Linked DNA regions of Sus scrofa: region 2 is linked to region 1. The links are chromatin contacts, called in public HiChIP or PLAC-seq maps. All regions are on one chromosome and are shown on one strand. Each heading gives the region's core, a stretch centred on a gene start, on an enhancer-like site or on the middle of the called end of the contact. The rest is flanking DNA. Distances are from core to core; before and after follow the strand shown.

The links. HiChIP or PLAC-seq counts read pairs in DNA pulled down with a chosen protein or histone mark.
Region 2: an H3K27ac HiChIP or PLAC-seq map of skeletal muscle shows a contact between it and region 1, with 2.0 times the contacts expected there. The contact joins the enhancer-like site here to the promoter of LOC100523244 in region 1. A contact is called at or near these places in 4 of 47 Hi-C or Micro-C datasets (blood, embryonic fibroblasts, fetal heart ventricle and 1 more) and 2 of 2 datasets of contacts at active chromatin or transcription factors (alveolar macrophages and skeletal muscle).

Annotation. Positions count from the first base shown.
Region 1 is chr5:9,592,876-9,595,854 of Sscrofa11.1, reverse strand. It overlaps LOC100523244 (casein kinase I), which reads right to left and starts at 1,394. Exons shown (of 10, transcript XR_002343899.1): 1 at 1,347-1,394.
Region 2 is chr5:9,657,177-9,660,155 of Sscrofa11.1, reverse strand. TMEM184B (transmembrane protein 184B) reads right to left here. Exons shown (of 10, transcript XM_005655511.3): 2 at 2,498-2,745; 3 at 628-793. The coding sequence starts at 2,689. Among named protein-coding and RNA genes, the nearest start is that of TMEM184B, 25 kb to the right of the region's middle. Within about 2 kb of position 1,480, at least 2 of the 83 cell types and tissues checked have an H3K27ac peak or open chromatin away from gene starts, as enhancers often do. A contact at or near this core is called in skeletal muscle, where this site is marked.

The DNA of each region.
Region 1 (2,979 bases), core at 145-2,644:
CAGGCACAAACAGAGTTTTCTGTTGCACAGAGACTTGCAAAACATGGATTTCTCACGCGCAGAAACCGGAGAATCTGAGCTGATAAATAACCCCCACCCCTTTCTTTCTCTCCACAATGGAAAAGAGAATCGGTGGCTGGGTGACCACACACCCCATCACCCTAGGGCCCCCAAGCGCCCCCATCCATCGTGCGGGAGCAGCCCTCCTGACCCCTAGGTCTGGAGCACCCGACCCAGGAGCGAAGGGGTGGGGGACGCTGCTGATAGTCTGGTGGAGCCTGCTGAAGCCCAGGGTCTGGTCGGGGATCCCGAATCAACAGTATCGGGTGTCCCCAGCACCCTCGTCCAGGAGCCCCTCCCTCAGCGTCCCCAAATCTCAGCCCGGGGTGGCCACCTCGGGTGGCTGGGGCCTTGAAGGGTCCAGCTGGGGGAGGGGGAGGCGGGCTGGACTGGCGGGGGCGGGGGGCTCTCCCGGGCAAGCCTGCAAAATAATAGTCACCCTCCTCCTTCTCCTCCTCGTCCCCAGCCGCGCCTTTGTCCTCGCCGGGCCGAGCGGGCGGCGCCCGGGCTGCCCCCCCATACCCGAGTGCGAACGCGCGTGTGTCCGCCCTCCCTTCCCCTCCCTCTCGCGCAAAAACAAAGAGGCGGAGGGAGTCCGGTTTCCCCCCAGGTTTGCGCCCCTCCGCGGGCCCGAGGACCCCCAATATTTACCCCGCCGGGAAGGCGCCGGTGCCGGGCCGCTGCTCGGGGGCTGCCGCGGGCGGGGGCGACCCGCCGGGGCGGATGCCGGAGGATTCGCAGAGCCGCCCGGCGCGCCAGCCTCTCCCGGCCCAGCTACCGCCGCCGCTGCCGCCGCCGCGCACCGCTCTGCTCGGCCCCGGCCGGGCTCAGGCTCTAGGTTCTCAACGCCGCCGCCACCGCCTCCCTCCTCCGGGCCCTCCTGCCCGCCCCCGCCGCCGGCTCGCGCGCTCCCGCCCGGCGCGCGCCCGCCGGTTCCCATTGAGCCCCGGGCCCGCCCGGTGATGTCATCCCCGGCCCGCCGCCGCCCCGGAGGATTTAAAGGGCCCGAGCCCTCCGCTCCCGGGGACGCTGGGGCGGGGGCGGGGTGGGGGGTGTCTGTAGCCAGGAAACACGCCCTCCACCCCCAGGCTGGCGAGGAGCTCCTTGCAGGAAGGGAGTCTTACGTGTGGGTCCTGAGAGCACACACAGACACTAGCACCCTGAGCCAATGGGGGTACAGGTGGAAAAGCCTGGGTGGGGGTGGGGAGGAGGAGGGCATACAGAAAGCTGGGGTCTTCTAGACTCAGAGCCTCCTCTTCCCTCGGCCAGGTTCTCTTTCCTCTCACCTCCTTGCAGTGGGCCCCTCGGAAGGCGGGTGTTTTTGTGGGTTCCTGCAAAAGGAAAATGTTTAGTGAGTTAGGGGCTCCGAGTGCTGCAGAGCACACAGGCCAGTTTGATTCAGGGGCCAACGATTTAACAGGACAGGACGGCAGGAGGTGGAGGGACATTGACAAAAGGCCCAGACAGGCAGCTGGAGCTGTGCTGTGCTATCCCCCTACCGAAAAATCAAAGCCAAAGACCCTTCCCTTCTCCTCCTCCAGTAGCTCAAACTGTGATGGGCACAGAGCTGACCTCAATCCCAGTCCTCTTTAATGAGGGACCCCACACACTGCTATGGGACCAACACTTGAATCAAGGTCCCAAGTGGGTACACTTTTAGCCAAGTCCCCTCCCAGCTCGGGGCTTGGGCTTCCTAATCTGCAAATCGAGAAAGAGCACCAGTCCCTCTCCTGGTCACCAAGAATTAATTAAGGCTTTCTACTGGCTTCCAAAGCATAGTTATTAAGGCGATGACATTTACACTGGACCATGCAAAGCTCCAAATTATGACACATGTCCATTCTCAGCATACAGCTGAGGCTGTGGACACAGAAAATGCTGGAGTGCACTGCATCCAATCCCAGAAGCATGGCTCCCACGAAGAGTCACTCTCACAATACCACATCTTCCTTGAGTTTGAGGGACTTAGTCACACACTGTCCAAACTGGCAGGAGCCCCTCAGACCAGGTTCTTTTTTCCTAGAGCAGGAAGCTGCAGCTCAGAGAGGGGAAGGGGTTGGCCCCAGACCACACAGCGCTGACTCTGTTCTCCCATTGGTCCTTGGGAAACTGAGTCTGTCATGGGCTCATTTCCAAGAGCAGGAGAGTGAGGACCAGCCTCCCAGGAAAGGTTTAGGGCACTCAACTGGGGACCTGCCCTCAGTGCCACTTTTGCCAGAGGAGAGGGTCACCAGCCAAAGTGGTGGGGTTTGTTGGTTTTTTCTTTTGTCTTGTTAGTTAATTCCCAACTCTTTTTTTTTTTTTTTTTGGTCTTTTTTAGGATCACACCTGTGACATATGAAAGTTCCCAGGCTAGGAGGCTAGGGGTTGAATCAGAGCTGGAGCTGGAGCTGCCAGCCTATATCACACCAACAGCCACACCTGATCCGAGCCACATCTGTGACCCAGGCCACCACTTGCGGCAACGTGGGATCCTTGAACCACTGAGCAAGGCTAGGGATCAAACCTGCATCCTCATGAATACTAATCAGGTTCCTAATCCTCTGAGCCACAACGGGAACTCCAATTCCCAACGTTTTAAAATGGAAAGATTTCATATTACAGGTCCGTATTCCCTATTTCTCTGGAAGCACTGGGAGAACTGCCACTCCAGGCCCAAACTCACACTGAGCCCTGGCCACACTCAGCTGGCCTGGGCAGCAGCCACTCACCTTGACCACAACCAAGGACTCACCTTGATCACTTCCTCATGGCAGCTTGTTTTACCCATTTTTAGGACTCCTTCATCTCCTGGAGGTCCCCAAGTGTGACCCTGTCCTAGAGACCAGTGACCAGGCTTGGCTACCAATGCCATCCCAGTCTCACTAACCCTGAATCCTGCTTCCAGTGTCCAGGGATGGCAGCCCTCCCTGTGTGTGC
Region 2 (2,979 bases), core at 231-2,730, 64 kb before region 1:
CCAAGTCCAAAGGCATTTCCCGTGCCCTGTGCGTCCTCGGGGACCCACAGGTTCGAGGTGGGATGGAAAGAGGCTCTGGCTTCTTTGGGGATGAGCATGCTGCACCCCAACATCCACAGAGCCCAGGGCCGGGGCAAAGCCCTCCCGGGTCTGGGAAGCAGATACCAGTTCAGACACCAAGGCTGCCTGGCCTTGGCATGAGGAAATCACACCTGGCTGCTCTACCTGAAAGCGGCAGTATGCGTCCGGGAGGAAACAGGAAAACGTAGGACCACGAGCAGGGTGGGCGTGAGACCAGGGATCTTGAATTCAGGGCCCTTCTTCCATATTCCTGATGGTCTGTGACCTGTCTTGGGGGCCCTGTCTGTCCTGCAGGGCTGTACCTGCCCCGTCCCTGCCTCCAGGGCAGACCCTCTAACCACTTGGCCTCTGCCGCCTGCACAGCCCCTGGCACCTGCCGACTGGCCCGCAGGTTAGGATGCCTCTCTGCCCAGAGCAAATGCTCGTCCCCGCTCCCTGCCCACCCCAGGCCAGGGAGGAAGCCAGGAAGAGGGGCTCCTGGCTCCCGGACAAGGGGGGCGTGCAGCCCCCTTCCCACCCAGCCCTCCCGGGCCGCGCCGTCCTCACCCTCGTAGCAGTCCCGCACGGTGCCGAAGTACACGTAGTACTGGTCGTTGGTGAAGAAGAGGAGGCTGAGCCAGGAGTCGAAGGCGTAGATGGGCACGATGAAGAGGATGCGGACGATGTAGCGCTGCTCGTTGGGGCAGCTGTAGCAGCGCAGGTGCATGTAGATCTGGGGGCAGAGGGCCGGGTCAGCTGGAGCCCCGACTGTGCCCGCAGCTGCCTCAGCCCTTCGGCACCACTGGAGGAGGAGCCCGGCCCAGGGCGCGGAACGAGCCTTATCAGCGGCCCCTTGGCAAAGTGCAACGACACAACGTCCACTGCGAGGCTGCTGTGAGCATCAAATCAAGGGGAGCGTGGAGCTTGCAGCCACCTCACAGACACGGGCCACAAGAGCAGATGAGTCAGGGCCAGGCTGGGGAGCCGCAGCCGTGACAAGCTCCCTGGGGATTCGGGTGCACAGCCAGGTCTGGGAACCGCAGGCGCGTGGTGCAGGGGCTGTTCGCGTGCATGTGTGTGTCCCCCGCCACCCGGCCTCTCTAAACACCTGGGCCCTGGGGCGTGGAGCTAGAACACCGGCATCCAGGTGGTCGCCCGCCCACCCCGGCCCTTAGCTGACGCAGGGTGTATGGGGAGAGACAGGAGGGCCCCTCACTTCCACAGAAGGTGGAAGCTCTTCCTGGCTGAGGGTCCGCAGTGATGTCCTCATCCTGTGTCTCATTTTCCCATCTGCTGAGCAGAGGCAGCGCTGCCTGCCTCCCTGGGAAGTTGAAATGTGGTTTTTAGAAAGCAGGGGTAAAAATAAAGCTACGCACAAATGCCAAGAACTGCTCTAGCCACGCTGCACAGTCCCACAGCCAGAGTCTCTTGTCCCGGCTCCCATGATTTCATGCTTGGCCCAGCCAAGCCCTGGGCTTGGGAGGAGAACAGAATTCCCCATCTGCTGTGAGCCAACCGCCTTGGAAGCACTAGGGTTCTAGAAGGGAAGGGGAACGCTGGGACCTGAACGCTCAGCCTCCCCTCTTCACTAGGCAACCCTCAAACCCGCTTCCTCAGGCAGCTTCCCTGGGGATGGCGACGGGGGACGGGAGACTTGACTTGTGTCCCAGCTCTGCCACCAACTTGTTCGTGACTAGGCAAGTTCTCCCTCCGTCCTCCCTCGCTGGGTGTCAGTGTTCTCATCTACCAAGGGACCACTGCCATCCTGTGTTCCTCCTCAGTCTCCAGGCTCCCCTACAGCTTAGGCTGGTCGCATGACCAGGTCTGGCCCACGGAAGGTAAGCAGAAACGACAAGGGCCATTGCTGGTTGAGAAGGTTAAATGCCCAGAGTGCCTTCCGCACACACCCTTCCTGACACGCAGTTGTCAGACAGACAATGTCTCGAAGCTGCACGATGCTGGAGCCACAAAAAGGAACCTGACCTGCACTGTGCAGGCTGAGCAAGAAACTGATTCTCGGAGTTCCCATTATGGCTCCTCAGGTTAAGAACCTGACCAGTATCCATGAGGATGCAGGTCTGATCCTCGGCCTCGCTCAGTGGGTTAAGGATCTGGCATTGCCCTAGCTGTGGCGTAGGTCACAGACGTGCCTCAGATCTGGGGTTGCTGTGGCTGTGGTGTAGGCTGGCAGCTGCAGCTCCGATTCGACCCCTAGCCTGGGAACTTCCATGTGTCCCAGGAGCAGCCCTAAAAAAAGGCGAAAAAACTTTAAAAAAAAAAAAAGAGAGAGAAACTGATTCTCCTGGTTGAAGCCCCTGAGATTTGGGGCTTGCTTATTACTCCAGCATAGCTTGACCTGGTCTAACTGATTCTCTATTGGACAAGAAAGCTCTCAGGACCTCCCTAGAGGGCTGGGGTTCCTCCCTGGCCTGGATACCTGGTGGCAGGTGATGAGCAGGGCTGTCCAAACGAAGAAGCCAGAGATGGCCTGAGCGGCGGTTGTCATCAGGAACACAGGCTGCTCCATGGCCGTGGGGCTGCCCTCGGGGATCACGGAGATGCTGGGCGAGGCTGCTGCTGTGGTGGGCGAGGCTGGATCCGGGGCCAGCACGGCCCCCCTCACGGTCATGGTGCCCAGAAGCAGGGGGCTCCCTGAGAGAACCTCAGAGCAGGCGACGAGCGGGCCTAGACAGAAGGAAGCACGATGTGAGCCTCCTTCCAGCATCAATGGTGGTGTCAGGAAGAACCCTCCAGGGCTCGACACCCACCTTCAAAATGTGACCGGACCTTGACCACACCTCACTCCAGCCCCCAGCATGTCTCCCCTGGCTTAATGGACTGGCTCCTGACCATCTCTCTGCTTCTGCCCTTGACCCTTGACCCTGCCATTCTCACGCCTCCTAAGGCATCAGTCGGACT